Linked DNA regions of Callithrix jacchus: region 1 is linked to region 2. Evidence: chromatin contacts called from public Hi-C data. All regions are on one chromosome and are shown on one strand. Each heading gives the region's core, a stretch centred on a gene start, on an enhancer-like site or on the middle of the called end of the contact. The rest is flanking DNA. Distances are from core to core; before and after follow the strand shown. Region 1 holds the start of TIPARP (TCDD inducible poly(ADP-ribose) polymerase). Region 2 holds the start of LEKR1 (leucine, glutamate and lysine rich 1).

The links. Hi-C and Micro-C count contacts between places; a contact is called where the count stands out from the background.
Region 1: a contact with region 2 is called in a Hi-C map of skeletal muscle, with 5 times the contacts expected there. The contact joins the promoter of TIPARP here to the promoter of LEKR1 in region 2. A contact is called at or near these places in 2 of 3 Hi-C or Micro-C datasets (both in skeletal muscle).

What each region holds. Positions count from the first base shown.
Region 1 is chr17:28,873,221-28,878,007 of calJac240_pri, reverse strand. TIPARP (TCDD inducible poly(ADP-ribose) polymerase) reads left to right here and starts at 3,031. Exons shown (of 6, transcript XM_078353980.1): 1 at 3,031-3,237. It overlaps LOC144579962, which reads right to left and starts at 3,464. Exons shown (of 3, transcript XM_078354562.1): 1 at 3,381-3,464; 2 at 2,654-3,276; 3 at 1-632. The coding sequence starts at 3,464. The coding sequence ends at 614.
Region 2 is chr17:28,732,602-28,737,803 of calJac240_pri, reverse strand. It overlaps LEKR1 (leucine, glutamate and lysine rich 1), which reads left to right and starts at 3,033. Exons shown (of 13, transcript XR_013528479.1): 1 at 3,033-3,114. LOC103788753 (a long non-coding RNA gene) reads right to left here and starts at 3,009. Exons shown (of 12, transcript XR_013528510.1): 1 at 2,888-3,009; 2 at 1,802-1,968.

The DNA.
Region 1 (4,787 bases), core at 1,782-4,281, 140 kb before region 2:
TATTTCTGACATACTAATTCACATTACTTTTTTTTTTTTGAGACGGAGTCTTACTCTGTCGCCCAGGCTGGAGTGCAGTGGTGCAATCTTGCTCACTGCAACCTCCTGGGTTCAAGTGATTCTCCTGTCTCGGTCTCCCGAGTAGCTCAGATTACAGGCACATGCCACCATGCCCAGCTAATTTTTTGTATTTTTAGTAGAGACAGGGTTTTACTGTGTTAGCCAGGATGATCTCGATCTCCTGACCTCATGGTCCACCCACCTCAGCCTCCCAAAGTGCTGGGATTATAGGCATGAGCCACTGTGCCTAGCCTACTTACATTAGTATCTAACTGGTAGAGCCTAGAAGCAGGAAGATTACTTAGGAGATACAGTTTATGAATTAGCTAAGAAGGTGTTCATCTATACCTAACAGATAACAGTTTAATGAAATTGGGATTTATTTTTTAAACACATTGAATCTAGAGGCAGCCAATCTAGGACAGCTGCAGCAATTTCAAGAGGTCATGAGTGAATCAATTTCCTTCTATCTTTCTGCCCCAGCATCCTTAGCTTATGGCTTCTATCTTTATATTTTCCAAGTCATACTCATCTTCATCTTTGTCATGAAATTTCATCTCCATTCTGTTATTCTAGAAGAAAGAACAAAAGAAATGGGTGACTCTATATTAGGAAAGGAAATGCTTTTCTAGAAATCTCAAGCATGTGTCTAGAAGGGTATCCCATGGCCATCCATAACTGCATGGGATACAGGAAAATGAATTTTTCAGCTAGGCACATTATCACCCTTCCTTCAAAAAAAGATGAGCCACATCTGAAGTAGAGATTGTAGAGGATAACTTTTCTGGAACAGTAAAACTTCAGCAGCCTGAAGAGCCTAAATCCAAGACTTTGAGTCCAGAATTTGGTGCCATTTTTCCCTTTGAGGCAATTAACATTCAGAAAGCAATAGTGGAGAGAGGTTGGGAAACTAGCCCAAGTTTTCAACTGTTTCAAGGAGAGTGGGTATGGAATTGGATGAGTAAAAATTTTGAGTTCAGGACCTGAGGAGGAAAGATTTTAAGTTGGAACTGGGCTATACCCTGGAAGTAACTTTTAATTATTCTTTGATTGGATTAAGGTGGTCTGTCCCTAATCTAAGTAACTACTAATATGTCACACCTCCCAATATTCACCATCTTGTGTAGTTCCTTCCCACACTGATACTGAGCTTTGCCATGTGACTTGCTTTGGCCAGTGACACAGTAGTAAGCATGATAAAGGTAAAGGCTTGCACATTGAGGCTTGTCTTTTTGGAATGTGCGCTCTTGCAACTCTAAGACTATGATGCTGCGAGGAAGCCTAGATTAGCCACATGGAGAAGCCATGAAGAGAAAAACCAAGGTATGTAGGTAACAGCCTTCTTTCTGTTCCAGCATCCTTAGCTTGTGGCTTCCATCTCCATATTTTCCACATCATGCTCACGTTCATTTTTGTCATGAGACTCCATGTCCATCCTCAAGTCCCAAGATTTATGACCCTAGTTGAGCCATTCCAGCCAGGCCCCAGACATCATGGAGCAGAAATGAGCCACCTGTACTATGCTCTGACTGAATTCCTGAGCCAGAGAATTCAGAATCATGAGCAAATAAAAAAGCCATTGTTTTAAGTCATTGTATTTTGGGGGTGGTTTGAACACAGCAATAAATAACTGAAATACTACTAAAAGTATGAAGAATGTATAACAAATAACCTAATTGTTGGAAAACAGTGGAATTAAAAATTATTAAAAGGACAGTAAATAAACAACAAACTAGAAAAACAGAAAGCGAACAGTAATATGGTAAACTCAAATATTAGTTTCTAGGCAATCTATGTACAAGTAGACACAGAGCAAGATCTTGTCTCAATAAGATTTTAAAAGTCAAGATTTTCATCTTTTACCTATTGTCCTCTGAATTCCGCCCAAATCATTCACTTTAGTTTGATGGCCTTGATGCAATTTGAAATAAGCTGCTGAAAAGGTAACACCCTTAATCTATTCTTTGCTGGTGTGCTTACCCAGTCTGGTTTAGAACAGTTTAACAAAGGCTTACAATCATAACGTCTATGATTATTACCTCTTAGCTTCTAGTTTTACTGACTTCCCTGTCTGGAATTACCAGCACTTTTTTTCATATAAATGAAAATCTCACCACTGAAAATCGATTCAATATATGGCGTCACAATTCAAAAAGTATTTTACAGCCCAGAAAATATGGCCATTCCATATGTGGTGTGTATTTCAGAGGTGAGTACACAGTGCTCTACAAGCTCCACGAGGACAAAAATGAAGTCCAGGCTACATGCCTGGCACGTAATAGGCGCTCTGGCAGACATTTGCTGAAAGAATAAATTAGTCACTACGGCGTTTGTGGGCTTTAAAACGCAAGTAAATGCGCTTCTAACGTTAAAGCCTCGGAGCTAGGTTTCCCTTCTGCAAGGTGGCGTACGAGGCCCACGAAACAGTCGGCCCCTGCAGGTGCGCAGCCCGTCCGGCCTGTCCCGCGCGGGGCAAGCGACCTCGTCTGGTGGCGGCGGTGGCGGAGGCGGCCGTTTGCTTCCTCACAGAGTGCTCCGGCATCAGGGGCTGGAGGCGTCTGGGGAGGAGGCAAGTAAACAAAGCCAACCTCACCGAAACGGGTTGTTCCGTTTCACATCCTCCCTAGAGTGCCTGGGTCTCTTCGGAACACAGTGACCCTCTATCTGTCCGCAGGCAGGTGGAGACCACGCCACGCAGCACGCGCTTTCCTTCCTCACAGCCGGACGCGGACCCGCAGGGACCCTGCGGGCCAGAGAAAGGACACGCCCCCTCGCGGGAGCACAAGTCCACCACACACAGCCAGCGAGCCTCTCCTCGAACGAGCGCGCACGCGCGTGCAGGGGGCGGGTCTTCTTCCCGGCACCCACTGAGCGCCCGGCCTCCTCACCCCACCCCATCCCCCTCCGACCGCCCAGGCTCCGCCTCCGCGACGGGGCCGTCGGGAGGCGGCGACCGGAAGCCCTAAAAGCAGAGATCGAAGTGACAGGCGAGCTGGCTGGACTCAGAGCGCGGTCAAGGCTTTCTGCGTTCGCGGCGGCGGAATGGCCCGTGCGCGGCTGGCCGCGTCGCCGCTCTGTGATCCCTAGACGCCGGCTCCCGCCCTCGGCGCTGACCCCCGGCGCGGACGCTGCTTCCGACCCGGCTCCAGTCGTCCGTTCTCTCAGACTCTCGTTCAGGTAAAGGGCTCCGGGTGGGTGCTGAGGGGCTGAGGGACGCTAGCGGGGAATGCGAGCGCCGGCCTCGCGGCCCCGGCCCCTCGCCAGGAGTGTGCTGGGCTGTCGCGGATCGGGGTGATTGATTTTGAGACTGCCCTTTGTACCAAATTCACTCGGATCCTGTCAGCATCAGGAAAGAATTGGTTTACACTTATTAGGCACTTGGAGCCTCTGGCAGGTGTATACATCAGACCGAGGCGCTGAGGGATTTAGTTGGGGTCGCCGGCGCCTGCCCCTTCCCAGTTCGTCAGGGCGGGGGTGCGTCTATGTGGCCTTTCCCGCCGGCCGACCCCGGGTGCTCTGAGACGCGGAGGAGCCCTTCCCAGACCCGGGGGGAGGGCACAGCGGCTGCCGGAGCCTTCCCGCTACCCTGCGTTTCGGGCTGCAGCCCAGAAGTTTGGAAGCTATTTTCACGTTAACTTTGAAAGCGCACAAGTCTTCGCCTTCCTCCCAGCCGCCGCGGGAAGCGTCAGCCGCGTTTCCCTCGCGCTTCGCGGCTCAGTTTTGCAAGCCTTCAAGACCCGTGGGACCTCCTCGGGAGGTGGGCTGAGGAGGTAAAGAAGAATTAAAGGGAAAGGTGCCGCGAGTGACTTCTGGGTTGCAGGGAGGCCGGGGCGGGTCTTCGGTCAGGAGGAGGCTGGACAGGGGTTGGGGGCGCCCCGACGCCTGCTGAGGGGAAGGCAGGGGCGGGGACGCCCGGGAACACCCGGAATTGCAGAGCCGGGCGGCGCCTCAGCTGCGCTGCGCGGAGTTGGCGCGGCCCGGGACTAGGAGCTGAGCAAACCGCCGCGGCCGGCAGGAGGCGTCGCTCGGACCCGGGCTCGGTCGGCGCCGGGGCGTCGCGCGGCTGCTGGCGGGCAGGCTTAGGAGCGGCGGTTTCTTAGCGAGGGGCAGTCAGCGGGGAGTGCCGGAGAACCCCGGCATCAGGAGGTGAGGGGTGTCGCGGTGTGTTGCCTGCCGCTGGAGACCGGAGGATATGTCCTCATCTTTATTTTTCTGTTACGAAAACTAATTGAGGAACTAGGTTCTAGTCGCTTCCCCACTCCAGCCACTCCTCCAGTTCTCTGCCCGCCCAGTTTTGTTTCCGAGTTTGATGAAGGGCAATAATAGGCAAAGTTGCGAGCTTGCTTGCGTGTGTACGCGCAGACACGCACATAAATGAAATTGATTTAGTGTCTGTTTTGCCTTGATTGGATTTGATAGGAGTGGTCAGAGTGAGTGCGCGTGGGGAAAGCACAGGCCAGTTTGGTATGGTGGAGAGGGAATACCACAATCTGTGCCAATTGTGCCTTGAGGCAACAGCACCGAATGATGAATAATAATGCCTGGCTTGGCTGCTTTCCAGTTGATTTATGTCTCATGTCAGATCCCTCCTTCTTCGTGAAGCTTTCCCTAACAATGCCAGCTCACAATGAACTCTCCTTTTTCTGCCTTTTCCTTTTGTACTTATCATGTACACTTAACACTTTGTTATAAACTATGCTTTGTATTTTACTTTTCTGAATTTGATG
Region 2 (5,202 bases), core at 1,784-4,283:
ATAGAAAGAGCCCAATAAATATTAGCTTTTCAAAATTGTTAGTTTTTTTTTTGTTTGTTTTCTGTACTTGCAGTGGATGGAACCCAGAAATAGCAGTGAAAGCTGTGGTTGCTTCCAACCTAGGAAGCCTCTTTGTAACTATTTTATTCCCATTTTTGAAGGGACAGAGTTGTACTGTGTTCTGCTGTGCAGGATGAAAATAAAGTTGGGGCTAACTGTAATTTTGCCATGCTCCCTTTATACAGTTTTAAACTCACTTTAACATTAACAATCTTGGGTAGACTTCCTACATTTTTTATCAGAATTGCAGGCAACATACCTCTTCTTCTACATGCTTTTCATGGAGGGAGGAGGAAAGAAAGGAAGGAGCATAAAATTACTTTTCGAAATGAATAAGAAGAATGACAGCTCCCTACTGGATACATATTTTATGTAAATTCACAACAGTACCAAAAGCACAGACACTGGATCTTCATAATCCAACACAAAGTTCTGCAGACCATGTAGAAAGCCCTAGGTTAGTCTCTAATTAGAGAGTCTCTATTCCAAAAACTAGAGAGCATTTCCTTCCCCAGGGGTCACTGCCATACAGAGGGGTGGAAAAAATAAAGGATCATAAAAATAAGTTAAAAGCAACTTAATTTGGCTATTACTGGATAATTTTTAAAAGTCACAGTAAAAAGTGAAAATTAGCTCAATTAAAAATTAACAGCATAACCCAAAACTTTATTAAACATGCCCAATGATGGGATTATTTTAAATTGTACTTCAGTTCTAGCATGGACAGTAATGGGGCAGGAAGAAGGATTAGGGAGGGCAAGTGAGAAACCTGAAGAAAGACCAAGACTAAACACCAACACAGAGCACAGGATACGTGGCTTTTTTTTTTTTAACCTATTTTGTAACATCCTGTCACAATACTTCCTTTACACTATCTTCTTTCAGGAATAACACCTTTTAAAAAATGTTATTCTTCATAATTTAACTCTTATCCCTTGAATTTCTTACTGGGGTCTACTGCTTTCCAACTTTCTTTTTCTTTGTTTTCTTTTTTTAAGAGACAGGGTCTGGCTCTGTCACCTAGGCTGGAGTGCAGTGGCCAGCTCATAGCTCACTGTAGCCTCAAATTCCTGGGCTCAAGTGATCCTCTAGCCTAGGCCTTTCTAAGACTACAGATGTGTGTCATCACATCAGACTTATTTTTTTTTATAGTGACAGAGTCTCACTATATTGCCCAGGCTGGTCTCAAACTCCTGGCTTCAAGGATCCTCCTGCCTCGGCCTCCCAAAGCTCTGGGATTATAAGCATGAACCACCAGGCCCAGCCCAACTTTCTATGATAATGAAAATTCTGTATCTATGTTATATCATACAGTACCTACATGACTACTGAGCACTTAAAATCAATATAGCAATGGAATTTTTAAACTTACTTCATTTTAATGAAATTAGTTACATGAGGCCACCTTACTGGACAGTGCAGGTCTAAGGTAAATTTACAATGGAAAGGAAATTGATCTCAAAGACATTATGTAGGCAAATAAACACAGATGAAATTAAACCACAGAGTGAACTTCAGCTTTTGAGCTGGATTTTCTTCCATCCTTAAAGTGTTGCCTTTCCTTGTCATATACACAAAGTACTCAATAAATAGTCTTACTGCTGATAGTAATACTATTAGCAAAAGTAGCCTCAGAACAGAGTGATCTTGCATTAGTTGTGCAAATTCCTGTCCCAGATAGGTACTGGTTTTGGTGTCCTATATCCAAACTTCCATTATTACAAAATGAGAGCAGTCCTACCTTCACTGTCCCTCAGATAAATATGATGAGGATGAATAGCTCTGAAAGTTCTTTCTGCTTCTCATAAGCATTTTGTAGCTGAACACTTGGTTGACTGTCCTCTAGGCCTCTTCATCCTTTTCTTCCTCCAGTTATTGCTTATTTTTTTTTCCCAGATAAGTAATCCTCTTTGAGGGAGTGGAAACAGAAAATCAAGAGTAGGCACTGGGGCAAAAATATCAGTCAGGTCAAGTGTACAAGATACGCCTATTTCCTAGACTTTTTAGTGCCAAGGAACAAGGCACTAAAGTGTTCAATACTTCATGGTGTCATTAATAGCTATCAATAAGCAGTTTAACTGGTGAACCAGTACTGCTCTGGATCATTTAATCACTTCTCTAGGTTCAATTAATTTTCTTTGTATTTACTTGATCTTATTTTATCAATACTAAACCAGTCTCTTTGCCTGCTAGAGAGCCATTAGTATTTTCTTTGGTTCTTGAAAGAGCTGTACTTGGACCTTATATAATCCTCAGAGAGGCAAGATCTGAACTACGAATAAGTCACCTGCTAATTATACCAATGGCTGCTCCTGCCTTGATCAGTCACAGAGTATCACCCTATTTCAGTATGCTGCTCTGCTTGTCGAGTAGTAGGCAATAAATACTTGTTTTATGAATGAATATATGAATAAAGGGAAGTTAGTCACGTGTAAGGGTGAGCAGCCTGCGATAAATAATGTGTAGACTAGGAGGTCTCAAAATACTTTTTGAACTAAGTCCTGAATCTTCACTACTTTGGACTAGAATGGAAATGTCACCAACGCCTTCCCAATTAATTTGCCCTCGCTGCAACAGCTGAGACCAGAACTTCCCATGACCTCTACAGGAGCCTCTACAGGCATCTCTTTTTCGTCTGCTCAAGAACAGTAACTGCTCACTGCTGTGTTGGCCACACAGGCCCAGAGCCGGGGGTGAGAGGTAGGGCGGTAGGTTCCCGACTTGTGGCAGTGCCTCTCTCCATCTCCCCCGCCCCTGCGAGACTGGGACGGCTCCCTCCACCTCAGCAGCCGCTATCAGCCCCCTCGCCCGCCTCATCCCTCGATACCCTTTTCTCCCTCTCACAACACTCCGCGTAAGATTAGCCCATCCTTCCGAGCCCCGCCACCAGTTTTCCCACTTCCGCCCGGTGCGTGAGGCCCTGGGCGGTGCAGGGAAGCGTTGACGACTGGCGTGGGCCGTGACGTCACCGCGCCCTGACGTCAAGCCGACGGGTGGCACGGTCGTCCGGGAGATCGGGAAAGCCGTTTCACACCCGTTGTAGTCAAAGTCGAGGTGAGAGACGATGGTTTTCCTCAGCCTGTGATGACCCAGTCTGCCGAAATGCAGTTCCGGAGTGGAGGCGTGCTCGCACCCTGGGAGGGCCAGAAAGCTGAGCCGCGGCGCCCCAGCGAGGGCGTGAGGCCTTGGGCCTGGACTCCGCTGCCACGGTCCTCTGCGACCCCTTCGTGGTCTCTGCCAGCCCGCGGGGCCAGGGCGCAGTCCCTTCCTCCCAGTCCGGGAGAACGCGCGGCTCTGCCTCCTAACCCCCGCACTTTCCTCCTTACGGCAGCTCCAAGGGGAACGGGGTTAGAAAGGGAAAAATTTGAAGGCCATTACAGCAGTTTTGTCTGGCCTTGCGGTTGGTTTCTGTGTGGAAGATCCCGCCGCTTCAGGGAAGTCTTAGGACGTGAACTCCCGTCTTCTGCCCTTGACCTGCTCGTTTTGGGTGATTCACCACAAGGGAATGGTTCTTTACGTAAGGCTTGAAAGCTGAACGTCAGTTAATGGCCTAACGTGACACTAGTGTGAGAAAGGGAATTGGAAATGAACAAGGACGTGTCTGCATTTTTAAAAATGTCTTTTCGGTGATCTTGTTGGAGAGCAGGTTCACAACACGCACGTAGCCGCAGCGACATCACTGCACTTCTTACCAAAGGGCAGTCCACACACATGCAATGAGAAAGAATTAAAGGGACTTGTTTGATAACACACTCAAAACTAAGACTAAATTTAAAAATCACGAATTTTCCCTGTTGCCAAAATTTTCCCTGTTGCCTTTTTTTCTTGAGAAACTAGTGTTTGTGCATACTTCCTCTATTTAATATGTATGCAAATCTTTTTAAAGACCTAGGAATGCTTTTCTTGAGGGTCTGGAAGCCATTTCTTTGAAAATGTAAACATCAAAGAAGATAGGGCCCCAATCTCCTTGTCACTTTGGAAGTTTAACCTAGGTGCATTATTCCTAATTGTAAACACCTGCTTTGTTATAGAGCTATGCATTAGGAGGAAAGCCATTAGCTAACACAGGTGGTTACCCCAATTACCAAATGAATTAAAGAGGAAATATGAAAGAATGTATAGAACACTATATTAAGCCCTCTTATATGAGGACTAGTTACCAATTTTCTTGAGAATGTGTGTGTAATGGATTGTGCCTCCTTGACTATATAAAGAAAAGTGGGATTTCCTACTTTTTTTGTAACCTCATTAGCAGATTAGCTATGATGTTCATCAAAGCCTAGTTGAATGCCTCATTACTAATAAAATTGTCTTTCTGTATTGCATTTTCTGGGTTGGCAGGATATTTGTTTTTAATTTTCCCCCAATAATCAGAACCTGCCAGTTCCTCACCTTCTTATGGCGAGGCCATCAAGTTGGAATAGATTCACGCACAGTGAAGACACTAAACAAAAACTGTTCTACTGGTGCTTTGTTTATATTGTCATTTAGATCTGTGCTCTCAGATAATTTTATGGGTGAAACTTTAGAAGGATGTTTACCTGGTAATTTTTTGGAAAATTCTACTCCCAATAGAGTTGAAGTTACTATTTTATTTTACTGATGGCAATTCCACTGTTAAATGACAGAAATGAGAATAATGAGCCTTCTGGGCTCTTGCCACATGATTATGATGATCTGCTAAACATAAGATTACATTTGTGCCTATGTTGACATGGTTAATGGTACCTCTGTTGCAGACCTCAGTTAACTTTACCACACATGTCATATTCTGTTTTATGTGGGGAGACATGAAGCTCATTAGTTTTTGGTTTTAAACATCAACTCACTGAAATGAGTCTTGGTGCTAACGCAGGGGACGAGGAATCTTCTCTTACCAGTGGTTGCACCATTTTCAAAAATAATGCCACTATAGGACTTTTTGTCAATTACAGTTTTCCTGCTACCTTGCTGTATGACCAGTGTTGCTCTCTCTGATAAAGTACTTGGCTTCTCCAGTCTCTCTTGTCAAAATCTTGCCCTGACTAAATGCAAAAAACCTCAGGAAGCCTTCACTAACTCCCAACTCCCATCTGAAACATAAGATATTTTTCTTTCTTGATCATCATAGCCATGTGGCAAGAGACTGCTCTTGTCGATAAC